Regions from separate parts of the Mus musculus genome. Here region 1 is linked to region 2. Evidence: chromatin contacts called from public HiChIP or PLAC-seq data. All regions are on one chromosome and are shown on one strand. Each heading gives the region's core, a stretch centred on a gene start, on an enhancer-like site or on the middle of the called end of the contact. The rest is flanking DNA. Distances are from core to core; before and after follow the strand shown. Region 1 holds the start of Vps13b (vacuolar protein sorting 13B). Region 2 holds the start of BC048602 (cDNA sequence BC048602).

Region 1 (6,437 bases), core at 2,395-4,894, 43 kb after region 2:
TGGAATACAATTGAAGACCCAGAAATGAACCCACACACCTGTGGTTACTTCATCTTTGACAAAGAAGCTAAAACCATCCAGTGGAAAGAGCATTTTCAAATGTTGCTGGCACAACTGGTGATTATCATGTAGAAGAATTCGAATTGATCCATTCTTATCTCCTTGTACAAAGCACAAGTCTAAGTGGATCAAGGAACTCCACATAAAACCAGAGACACTGAAACTTATATAGGAGAAAGTGGGGAAAAGAACAGGGGAAAAATTCCTGAACAGAACAGCAATGGCTTTTGCTGTAAGACCGAGGATCGATAAATGGGACATTTGATTATCTTGATTCACCAATTGTGGGTGGCAATGGTTTTATTGCCTCTGTATATGAAACTGTTGTAAATTTTGTGAAAAATAAGGGAGATGCTGCTGCTGGTTGGCTGCTCTGGAGGATTAATGTACTGACAAATTGACTGTCTCCAGATTCATATAAACAGTCTAATGGTTTCTAAGTGTGTACTGGGAGAGAATTTTCTTTCCCATAGTTCCAAGCTGCAGAAAAATCCAGCTGAAGTTTTCATTATTAGAGTAGCTGAAACTCAAGTCCTAGCCTCAGAGCAATTCAGTGGTTAAAGTAAAGACATTAATCGGTAAAGACTGGGATCCTACAACTTGGCATGGGATGTGTGGGAGGACAACACTGAAGTCAGAAATTTGAACCTGTAGATTCTCAAGGGTTTATCTCACCCAAGGAAGCATTATCCTCAGCCCTACCCCTTGAAATATCATATAAGAAATTATACCAAAATGTCTGTTGGTGGTGGCACAGCTCTTTAATCCCAGTACTCAGGAAGCAGAGGCAGATAGATCTCTGAGTTTGAAGCCTATTTACACAGTTGAGTTCCAGGATAGTCAAGGCTATACAGCGACCTTGTCTCAAAACCAAACCAAACCAAACCAAGCCCCAAACCAAAAACTATGCCAAAATATAGGCTAAAACCAAATATTTATTACCTCATAGTTTCTAATGGAGTTCTCAAATTCAGGGGCACTTTCCCTGGCTGTGATAAAGAGGAGGTTCTGGCTCAGAGTTTTTTCCCGAGGTGGCCAAGCACAGCTAGAGGTTCAGCATCTGAAGAACGAAATCTCAATCAAGCACAGAAGCTGTTTCTCATCACGGGGCCTTGCCCACTGTGTAGCCTGAGTATCACATTCGGCAGCTGGCTTCCTTCAGAGCAAATCCTACCATATCAACAGTCCCTCTTACATCTTACTTGAAGAAGTCACACACTGTCATTTCTGCCACAGTGTATTTTTCAGAAGTGAGTCACTAAATACCTCCAATACATCCAGGCATAAGAATCAGGCTCCATCTTCTGAATGGGGTGCTATAAACAAATTTGTGGAGATATTTTAAATTAAGTTCTATAGGAAAAATATTTGATTTTTAAAATTTAATGTGTGTCTTGGTGAGGGTTACTATTGTTATGATAAAACCCCATGACCAAAAGCAACTTGGGAAGGAAAGGGTTTATTTGTTTTGGAGAGGATTGTGGAAGGATCTGGAAGTTTGGGTTAGAAAAGTGCCTGAGTGTTGAGAGCTCAGTGGGCTTTTCTGCTGAACCTTTGAAGATCAGAATGTTGAGGGCAATGTAGACTGTTCTTTACATTTTACTGTGAATGATTCAGATAACTAAGTGCTTATAAACCTTATGGAGGAAGTGGAACATAATTAAAACTATTTTATTACACTTATTTGTATAAGTGCATGTCAGAAGCCAGAGAAGAGTTGTAGCAGTCAAATGCTCTCTTCTAACTGTGTGACCTCCAGGAACCAACTATGACTGTCAGGCTTGACAGCAAGTGTCTTTACTGGCTGAGCTATCTCACCGGCCCTGGACATTAATAATTTCTGAGAAACACCATTCTAGCATCAAGTATTTTAAGATAAAATATTGCAGATATGATTGTAGTACTCTGAATTCTGTTCCTGTTTTATTCTATTTCTTCTTTGGAGGTGATCCACTTAACTCACGAAACACACACACACACACACACACACACACACACACACACACAAGCTTGAAACAGAGAACTTTCTCCACTTGCTAACATAGGTCTACAAAAATCCTACAGCTAATAGTATATTTAATGGTGAGAAAGTTTCTGCTAAGCAGCCTGTTCTGAGCTAGATTGAGACCTACTTCTGTAGATTTACTGTCTACCCAATTTGCCTCATGGTCTTTCAGAAGAGACTTCAAAAATATATTGTGTTTATGTATATTGCCTTAGAAAAGATGTGAGAGGTTTGGAGAGATGGCTCAGTGGTTAAGAGCATTGACTGCTCTTCTGAAGGTCCTGAGTTCAAATCCCAGCAACCACATGGTGGCTCACAACCATCCATAATGAGACCTGCTGCCCTCTTCAGGGGTGTCTGAAGATAGCTACAGTGTACTTACATATAATAAATAAATAAATCTTAAAAAAGATGTGAGAACAGAGGATCTTTGGAGAAGCCTACTCATTTGACAAACAATAATAATACAAATGAATTAAACTTACTTTGATTATAGAACAACACTCATGGGTTGAAAATGATTAACTTTTAGTAAACAAACAAATTGTATCCAGATAATGTTTTTAGGCTAGGGATTTGGCACCTTTTTTCTGGATATAAAAGAAAAACTTCATGTTTAGCACTCTATATATTATTTTAAGCATCTGAGTAACATCCTGATAGTGTTTTATTAGATTGTCACACATGTATAGATTTATGGGAATTTTAATATTAAAACTTCTCAGCCATGGATTCAACCTAGTTGCTGTTCAAGTATTTTGGGTAACAAGAAAAATGTTTATTTTGCTAATTAGGCTTTCATAACATTCACATTACATGGTCATTTATTAAGGCTTTTGAGGAAGCAGCTGCTGTGAATTAGCAATTGCTTGCTGTTTTTTCTGCCTGCGAAATCTAATTCATTATTTTCACTATTAAAATGAACTTTGGCAGTCTCACGAATACCATTTTCTATAGCAATCTCCAATTCTCTCAAGAAATAGTATTTTTTTTTAATTTCAAAAGTTTTATGAGTGGGCATTGAATAACCTATAAAGGAAAACTATTTTCAAGACACTATGTTTTCTTCAAAAGTTACCTAAAATTAAGAGAGGCTGGTTTAAAAAAAAAAAAAAGGCAGCATATCCCATGCTATTTCTATCCACTCAGTCTATTATCTTCTAAGGTAGATGTTTGAGTTATTGCTGTTAGCCCACAAGTTACCACTACTAACATCTATACATCTATTTCATCGTAACATAATCCACACTGTCCTTACCACTTATTTCACTTTTGGCTCAGGACTCTTATTTTCACATTCTCTCAGCTTTTTGGGGACCTCCATATTAGACGGTAGGCCAGTCCTCTCCATTCCATGCACCCTATGCACACTAACTAGGGGCTATTTCACCTCTGCTTTGAGAACGAGATTATGTACAGTATGGTTTAAGCTCACTCTTTTAAGCTGTTCACCCCTGATCTCAACTGTGTACCCACGTCCACTTTCCCGGCCTTGCAAAAAAACTTCAGCAGTAAATTTAAATCTTCCGCCTTTCTTAGCTCCTCCCACCTGTCTTTGACCTCCACCCTACCGAATCCCAGTTCCTCTTTCCAGTTCTTCCAGTAGCCACGGAAAACAACCGTTTCTCAATTTTCTGGGCTTGAAGAACGAAGGCTACTTCTCCCGCCTCCACGGCACCCTGCGTTCCTGCCGCCTCCGACTACTAAGCCTCTTGGGCAGTATTGGGTCACGTCCCGGCCATCGCCGTGTCCCTGCAGCGCCACTTCCGGATCGCCGGTGCTTCCACTTTACCGGTCCGCATCCCGCACCGAGCTCTTCGTAGAGTTAATTCCTAACCCAGAGCGGTGGCAGCGGGGATCCCGGCCTAGCCAAGCCGGAGTCGTCCCAGGCAGGCAGACGCGCGGGGTCCTTGTCCCCACCGCGGAAACCTGACGGACGGCGAAGCCCGCACACCCGGAAGTGGCGCGGAACGCGTGAGGCGTTTCCGCGGCGGACGCCAGGTACCCGGAGGAAGAGCGCACGCCGCCGCTCTGTGGCGTGTTTACCTTGGAGCGGGTGCGGCGGCGGCGGCAGCAGCGGGCCTGACGCCAGCTCGGTCCTATGGCCGGAGATCCGCCTGCGTTCCGGGAGTCGACCGCCTCTGGCTGGGCTGCGCTAGGGTAGGAGTGAAGCAGGACGTGCTGTCCTCCCACGCCCGGGGGCCGGCCGCCTCCAGCCTCTCTGCCTACTCCTCGTCAGGTGAGGCGCTCAGTTAGCGGGGAGCTCGCGCCCGGACCCGGAGGGCGGGCGGGCGATCCGGGAGAGCGGCCTTGCCAAGCTTCCTGAGAAGTGCATTTCCAGTTGCTGCCTGTCGATTCAGTTACTTACAAAATTTCCGTCTTTACCCTTTTCAGGATCTGACTTCGACGCTTAAATTTGAAGATGCTGGAGTCGTACGTAACTCCAATTTTAATGAGTTATGTGAATCGCTATATCAAGAACTTAAAACCTTCAGATCTCCAGCTTTCACTATGGGGTGGGGACGTGGTTCTCAGCAAACTCGAGTTAAAGTTGGACGTTCTGGAACAGGTAAGCAGTACAGCTGCCATCGGAACATCTTCGTCTTGATAGACATAGCCTGTCTAGTATGTTTTGAATGATAATAAATTTCCTGTTAGCGTGTTTTGCCTACTGTGTAGTTAGAGACTTCATTTTATAGAAAACAAACAAACAAACAAACAAACAAATACAAGGCTTTTTGCCTCGTAAGGGCTTATTCTGTTAGGATTCCCCAACATTTTTTCAGCCGATAGAAATTTCAGCTTGTTTACTCAGTTCTCAAGCACTGCCAAATATGCACACTCTTACAATGTCATATGAAACGGGGAAACATTACATGCTTGTTCTTCTTTTGGGTCAGTGGGCGAGTGTGAAAAACAGCAAGAGCACGCACATGTAAAGTTCTGTTCCTTTTACCAGGAGAAATGACATCACTCATGGATCCTCAGATTGACTAGACACAGGTTGAGAATGATGGTAAAACTGGAAACATCTTTACTAATCACTTTTTAAGGTTTTTTCTTTTTTTTTTTTTTTTTTTTTTTTGGTTTGGCATTGGAATGATCTGATGCAAATAACTCTGACTTCAAAGTTCACATACTCAATAATTCACTTACCACATTTATCAATGACATATGCCAAGTACTTCTCATATGCTTGAGCTATGTGTATACACATTATCTGCGGGAGCGCAAGAGCCAGAGAGCAGCTGCTTTGTAGGAGAGGCTTGAGCTGATGGGGGGGATGGTTATCAATACTTTTCATGGCGTACTCTTGTTATTGGATAATCCAGACAAAGCACTAAGAAAACCAGCTTTCCCCATTTTCTGCAAACGTTATTGGATGTCTTTGATATTTTCATTTTAGTTTTTAAAAATGAGAACAAATCCTAAGTATGATTGTTGAACTTTAAGTATGGAAATACCTGTGAATTCACCATCATGATGAAGGCAGGGGTGTCTCTAGCACCCTACAAGATGTACCTGTGTGCCCACCACACCAGACTCCCAAGACACTGCTGGTCTCATTTCTGCACTTTTGTGTTACTCAGATGAAGGACTGGACTTAGCACTGCCTGCATGCTGGCCAGGCCTTCTGCTGCTGAGCCGCATGCCATAGCAGTTAGATTTTCGTGAAGGAGGTGTTTGGGTTTTAACCTATTGAGCTTCAGGTAAATAGAAGTGATTTCTGCCTAGCAGCTACTGGTGCTTTCTTCTCCCTCCTCCTCCTCTTCCTTTTCCTCTTCTTCCTCCTCCTTTTCCTCTTCCTCCTCCTCCTCCTCCTCCTGCTGCTGCTGCTGTTTTGATGAACCCATAGTGCTGAGTCAGCAGCAGCTTGTTCTTTGTGTTGCTTTTGTATTCCATTTTGTAAGATGTCACAGTTTATCTGTTCTGTCAGTAGAACTTTCACTTCTTTATATTGCTGGCTATGAACATAATGTGTCTATGAACAATCTCTTGTGTGCATATTTATATACATAAGCATTAGTTTCCCTAAAGTATATCTAGGAGGTAGGCACATGTCTGATTTCAATATGTATTGTTAATAGTTTAACAGAGTGTATTAATTTACAGTCTTACTTATGGTTTTAAATATTTCCCAATTTTTCTCCTACTTGGTATGTTTGTTGCTTTAAATCTTTGGCTTTCTGATGGATGTGTAGTGATGTGCCATTGTATTTTATTTGAATATTTCTATATGTATTGGCTGGTTATGTGGATATCTTTTGTAAATTCTCTGGGTTTCTTGAGAATGTGAATATTTGCCTTTCCTAATTGTTGTGTGGGAATTTATTTTATGTTGCTTTTGGCTCTGAGTATTGAACCCAGAAGC
Region 2 (6,722 bases), core at 1,715-4,214:
GTGGACCTCAGACTGGCTGGTCCGACCCACTGGACCTCTGTGAGTTCAGGCAGAGGCAGGGGCACAGCGGTGGGCTACGCGATGGCTCGATAAGATTATCAGCGGAGCCACTTCACAGCTCTAGATATCTGGAACCACAGATGCATAGACCAGGCAGGTCTGGATTTTTGCCGAATTCTCCATAAGCCTGGCTTGTGGCCAGCCTGTAGCCTCCTCACTCTGATATGACACCTGTCCCTGAGTGCCCCTGACTGCCATTGGTACCAGGCAGGCCCACACACTATCTTTGACCTTCCTAACGAATGGATGGGCTTCTCTTACAATCAACAAACCTAGCGAAGGACTTCCCCTCGACCCATGTAGAAAACTTAGTGTGGAGATTTCTTTTGAGTGTCCACTCGGTACTCATGTAGCACGTCTAGTATACCTGAGGCTATTCTGCACTGAACAGGTAGAAGATGAAATTAGCCTTAGGCTTAAGATATCTTATTTCAAATGAACTAAGAAATAATTAGTTTTGAAGGTGGTGACCACTTAACCAAATGCAAGTGGAGAACTTTAGGATGCAGAAAGAGGGGAGAAAGCAATCACGCAGTAAAGGTTAGAGCATGTGGAGCAGAAAGGTGAAGTGAAGAGAGAGCCTGGAGGAGAAACAGCTCCAAGAAGAGGGAAATGGGGGAAGACAAGGCAGAGGACTGGGTAGAGGTGTGGGGTGGGGTGGGGTGCAAAAGACAGAGTGGGGGTGCGGGAGAGTGGGCAGGAAAAGAGCAGGTTACAGGGCCTCTCCTAGGAAAGTCTCACAAGTCCCCAACACAGCTCTCCCAAGACCCCAAACCTCTCGGCTACACCCACACTCCTGTGAGTCCTCAGCTCTCCCACCAGCCAGCCCTGGATGAGCGCCTGGACCCCAGCACTCCCGCGTGGGGTCACGGAGGGTGGGGAGGGGGGAGGGGCGGACAGAGGCGGGCAGGAAACGGAGAGTGGGGCGCGCTGCCGGAGGTGGGCAGGGTGGGAGTGCGGGAGGCCCGGTGAGACGTGACAGCCCACGCATATGGGTGACCCAGGGGGCAGGCGCGAGCCGAGGCCCCGCTCTCCCTTTCCTAGAGCTGCAGTGCTGCGGCCTACGCTCCCACGCGTGCTCACGGCCGCGGTGGCGCTACGGAGACGGCTCGCCTGTCCCCGGCCTCCTAGACGGCGAGAGGCCCTTAAGGCGTCTGCGCTTCCGACCGGCAGGAGGCGTTGCAGGGACGAATTCGCAGCCGGGATGCGAAAGGGCGACAGAGTCCTGGATCCTGTAGAAGAAAGCTTGCTGCTGCTCTTAGCAGCGAGATCCCACTTTGGGGTACCTTCGAGTGTTTGGTGTCTTTACATCTCCTCCTTCCCCTCCCAGATTGGAATGTCAGTTCAAAATTGAAAAGTAAAAGTGAAAATTTCAGGTTTGCGGACCTCGCATTTTAAAAGGAAGTGGAAAGGCTGGACTCTCAGTTCTTGGCTACTAATAAAGGTAATAGACTTCATTAAAAATCCTTCAGGCTCTGGAACAAAATGTCTATTAAGATTTGGCATAATTTGTTGAAATAAGGATTTTTACAATACATTTTTTTTGTTTACTGCTGAGAGATCACATGTCAGTAACCTAGGAACCAGGCAAAGTCAATCCAATTTATAAATAAACTTTCAAAACATTTATAACAATACTGTTTATAATAATAGCCTTTATCAGACTATCAAAATTATATGATTGGGGTTTCGTTGAATCATTTGCTAATCTACTGTTAGAGAAATAATGCAAAGATGAAATGAATTATTTAATTTATTGCCATGCTTAAATGCAGGGCCAAATTCTAATGGAGACTAGTGTGTAAACTCTGATCAGAGATTAGAAGAAATCTCCAAATCTGATGTCTTGTGGCCAGTATAGAGCCCCCAGTCCTGTGTAAATCATGGGTCCGCCTCAGTTATATGTGGTCTAGCCTCAGAGGGATAGGTTTCCCATTAAAGCAAACAGAGCCAGAGTTCGGTTTTCAAAGTGATTTGTGTCATTTTGAACAATTATTTGGCAGTGATTATAAATGACAGAATTCATGGGACATGAAGAAACCTGTCATCTGTTAATGTTTACTCTAATGTGTACGTGCATAATTCCCTAGCATAGCTTCCATTTCAAAGAAAATTCCCAGTGGCCCTATTGCAGCATGATTTGGAGATAATGTTGTTCTGGCCAAAATTAACCACGTCAGGACCTCAAAACATTAAACTTAAGATCTGTATGATTAGGGTTTTTTTTTTTTTTTTTTTTTTTTTTTTTTTTTTTTGTGGGTGGGTCAATGGCTATGGTTCAAGCAGATGTTAACGAGTTAGGCATCTTCCCAGGCTCTGCTAAACACAAAGCTTCAACCCGGTATACATGTGTCTGGTAGTGGAAGTCTACTGATCCTGTCCCCCAAACAAGGATAAAGTAAAGCTAGGTTAAATAGGTCTTTCTCTTTGGTAAGGTTAGATTAGGTTAAATAGCTTAGGAAAATTACATTGGAAACTAAATCTATTTAGCAAATGACCTTAAATTTGTGTAGCATTATTTATGAACCTCACCAAGATCCGCAGTGAACTGTCTGAAGCAGATACCTTGTTTGTTTTACTAGCAGCAACATAAGGCTCACTCACAGCTCTAGTTTATATCTGAAGTATAGGACAGCGCCAGGGCACAGCCGCCAGATTTGGTGTCTTAGTTTGAGTTTTATTGCTGTGAAGAGACACCGCGATCACAGCAACTCTTATGAAGAAAAACATTTAATTGGGGCTGGCTTACAGTTTCAGAGGTTCAGTCCATTGTCATCATGTCAGGAAGCATGGCAGCCTGCAGGTAGACATGGTGCTAGAGAGGGGCTGAGAGACAGGAAGAGGCAGTGAGCCACTAGGTCTGACTTCAGCTTCTGAGGCCTCCAAGCCCACCCCTTAGTGAAGCACTTCCTCCAATAGGGCAACACTTACGTCCACAGGGCCACGCCTCCTAACAGTGCCACTTCCTGTGGGCATATGAGAGCCATTTTCATTCAGACCGTCACATAGGGCTAGAAATATATTCTTTTATATATTTACCACTTGAACAGTACATTTTAAGTTGAAGTTTCCCCATCTCATTCTTTTCAAATTAGCCAATAGCCACCTTACTTCGATAAGGATATCATGAAGAAAATGACTGATTAAAATGTTGCAAAGACTCTGATTAAAAAATCGAGTCCACCACCGTCAGAATGTCCTCCACAGTAAGCAAACACCACTCTCCAGAGGCTACTTCTGCTCTTTGTTCTGTTAGTTTCATAAATTTGGAATGCAGCTCTTTGCTTAGCATTTGGATATGTCTCCTTATAGATTCCAATTTCATAAGTGAAGAGAATATATTTATACATCTTTTTAATAGATGTAGCATTATTCCTGTAGGGAATTAATCTTCACTGTGGACTTCCTGAGCTTACTGTCACCTAGGAGACAGACCTCTGGGTATGTCTATGACGGCATTTCTGGAGAAGTTTATCTGAGACTTACAATGACTGAGTGGAGGTGGCTGGGGTTCTAGACTGCGCACAAGGGAAAGGGGAGCGTCAGTATTTCCTGGCCTCCAGACGTGAGGAGTGGCAGCTGTGTGTGCGTGCTGCCAGGACCTCTGTTACAGCTTCCTGGCCCTGATGGACCTTCCTTCTGAACCTGAGAGTCGTTGAGAGGTAATGTATCACACCAGCAAGTGAGGTAATGAACACAGTACCCTACATGCTTGAACTTTAGTGGGTGTGATAAACACATGATAGTAAATGAGATTTATGTCTTCCTCATCTCTTTGCAAATTCTATTCACTCCTCAACGCCTGACTTAAATGCTACATCTTTAAAGTTCTCTAATCTCTCCCACCACTAAATTCTCTAATGCCCTGTGCTCTTCTCCCTAGTGCATTCATTCATCGTGTTCCAGGTGTGTAAGAGGAGTGTGTGCTCGAGCCCCACTCTCCCTAAAGGACGGAAGCTCCGCACAGTCAGCAGTCAGTGTCTTTGTGTGCCTTGAATGGTATCACTAAATGACAGAACCCAACATGTACAATCCAGTATGAATTCATGCAAATCCCTTATAAAGTTAAGTAAAAAACATATTATAAAGTTTAAAAGCAAGTAAAATTTAGATATCCAAAAATAGCTCATTGGAACTAGGGAAACTGCTCAGTGGGTAGCCTGTTTGGCTGCACAGTGTGAGAGATGGAGTTTAGATCTGCAGTACCCATGTAACAAGGCTGGCAGGAGTGGCAGCCCCCTCATAATCCCAGCAGTCCTGGGAAGTGGGGGTAAAGAATGCTGCGGCCAAGCTGGCCAGTGAGACTAAATAAATCTGCAAACTCCAGGTTGAGTGAGAAACCCTGCTATAAATCTCTGGCCTCTACTTGCACATGAACATAAATGTATATGCATTCATATATGCATGTACCAAAATACATGTGGGCATGTTTGAGCGCACACTCACACTTACTTAACTTGCTAAAATTGGTCCTAATAATTTTTCATTTGGTAGTCATTCTACAATGCTTTCTTAGTGTTGCATTTACTGAAATTTTAACATTAATCATATATCTACAGCAACACATGTAGGGATTTTAGTATAATCTTCCATGTCTAATGAAATTTATTTGCCAAGTTGTATACTACTTCTCTACATTATAAGAGCAGAAATGGATGTTAAATAAAAATGTTCCAAATATTTTTCAGAGATGAGATTAATACTTAAGATACCCTTTTTATTAGATCTTTTCTTCATTTACATTTCAAATGCTATCCTGAAAGTTCCCTATACCCTCCCCCTGCCCTGTTCCCCATCCCACCCACTCCAGCTTCCTGGTCCTGGCATTCCCCTGTACGGAGGCATATGATAAGATATCATTTTTAAGCTTCAGAAAGAAATGAACATTTCTGTGGCAAGATTAAAAGAATTAAGTCACAAACATCATTAATGCAAGAATAAAGCAATTTATGTTCTAGCAGGATGGCTCAGTGGGTAGAGATGTGTAGCATCTAGCCTGGTGACCTGACTCTAATTCCTAGTACCTACAAGGTGGGAGGAGAAAATTGTCCTTTGGCCTTCATACATGCACACATGTGTGCACACATGTACTCAAACATATCAAAGATACACCCCAAAATCAATAAATAAACATGATTAAAAATAGAACTTGTCTAAGAATAATTAACATTGAAGTAAATTTTTTAAAGAATAAATTGAGAAAAAAACTTTATTTATTTATTTTCCTTCCAAATCTGCCAACTTCGGTAATGATTTAGACACAGTGGAAAACATTGCTTTCACACTCTTCGCTCACATACGACATACTATTTCATACAACATACTAGCAGAAGTATATACCAGGGATATTTTTATAGTTTTTAAAGCTACTATACAAAGTTATGGGTTTCATCATGGCATTTTCCAACATGAATATCATGGCACTTTGCACATACTCAAAGCTATATTACCCTCTTGTACTAGCTAATTTTATATAACTTGGCACAAGCTAGAAGAAGGTGAAATACACCCTTTCCTCTCCGAGTGTTTTATGGTCATGGTATTTTTATCACAGCAATAGAAATCGTAACTAAGACATTTCTCTTGTTCTTCCCTCTCCCCTCCCCATCCTACTGGTATTATTCTTACAGTCCCCTTCTGCTTTTATGCCAAACATACACACATACATACACACATACACATATATGTACATATATGTATTATGTGATACATATATTTAATATATTTTATTATTAAAAACTAATTATGTCTAAAACCTGGGTTACAGATACAAAATAAAAGATATTTGTATTTCTTTTTCATTTTTAAAGTCTAAAGTATATATTAGTTATTTATAATCATTTTTAATGATTTATTTATTTATTTATTTATTTATTATGTAAGTACACTGTAGCTGTCTTCAGACACTCCAGAAGAGGGAGTCAGATCTCATTACAGATGGTTGTGAGCCACCATGTGGTTGCTGGGATTTGAACTCAGGACCTTTGGAAGAGCAGCAGCCAGTGCTCTTAACTGCTGAGCCATCTCACCAGCCCCCTATAATCATTTTTAATGCTTTAAATGTTGATTTATTTTCTGTATACTTGTGTTCCTGAGTGTGTGCATGTGCACGGTGTGCACACATGAGAACATAGAAGTCTGAAGAGGGCACTGAATCCCCAGGCACTAGAATTAAAGGAGGCTGTGAACACCACGTGAGTGCCAGTAACCAAACCTAGGTCTGCAAGCAGTAAGTGCTCTTAGCTGCTGAGCCCCTCGCCAGCCCATACTCCTAGTTTTCATGATCAAGTTTCCATCCACTACATAATGTATTTTGATTAAATTCACTTCCTTTCCTGTCCTAGTCCTATTGATCCCCTTTTCTTCCCGACTAGTCCTTATTTTCACCTATTATTTGTATGCCTTTTACTTTTTATCTTTCTTTCCTTCTCCCTTTTTCTTCTGCTCTTCCATCCGTCCCTCTGTCCGTCCTTCCCTCTCTCCCTCCCTTCCTCCTTTTCTCCCTCCCTCCCTCCCTCTGTCCCTTTCTTTCCGAGTGTGACAGTGGATTTAATGAAGGTTGCTTATAGGAGCATGGGTGAGCAACTTCTCAGTGGCTGTACCACTGAAGAAAATGTCTCTCCCTCCAATAGAAACCCCCAACTCCCTATAGATCCCCAGGA

Evidence for each region. HiChIP or PLAC-seq counts read pairs in DNA pulled down with a chosen protein or histone mark.
Region 1: a contact with region 2 is called in an H3K4me3 HiChIP or PLAC-seq map of bone marrow-derived macrophages, with 2.3 times the contacts expected there. The contact joins the promoter of Vps13b here to the promoter of BC048602 in region 2. A contact is called at or near these places in 1 of 15 datasets of contacts at CTCF or cohesin (large pre-B cells), 5 of 115 datasets of contacts at active chromatin or transcription factors (the SCID.adh cell line, bone marrow-derived macrophages, embryonic stem cells and 1 more) and 3 of 9 other capture datasets (adipose tissue, liver and pancreatic islet).

The regions. Positions count from the first base shown.
Region 1 is chr15:35,367,474-35,373,910 of GRCm38.p6, forward strand. It overlaps Vps13b (vacuolar protein sorting 13B), which reads left to right and starts at 3,645. Exons shown (of 62, transcript NM_177151.4): 1 at 3,645-4,304; 2 at 4,460-4,634. The coding sequence starts at 4,488. LOC115488525 (a long non-coding RNA gene) reads right to left here. Exons shown (of 2, transcript XR_003951638.1): 1 at 5,222-6,437; 2 at 2,755-4,687.
Region 2 is chr15:35,325,571-35,332,292 of GRCm38.p6, forward strand. BC048602 (cDNA sequence BC048602) reads right to left here and starts at 2,965. Exons shown (of 3, transcript NR_045280.1): 1 at 2,810-2,965. Gm33584 (a long non-coding RNA gene) reads left to right here and starts at 3,420. Exons shown (of 3, transcript XR_383923.3): 1 at 3,420-3,722; 2 at 3,944-4,033.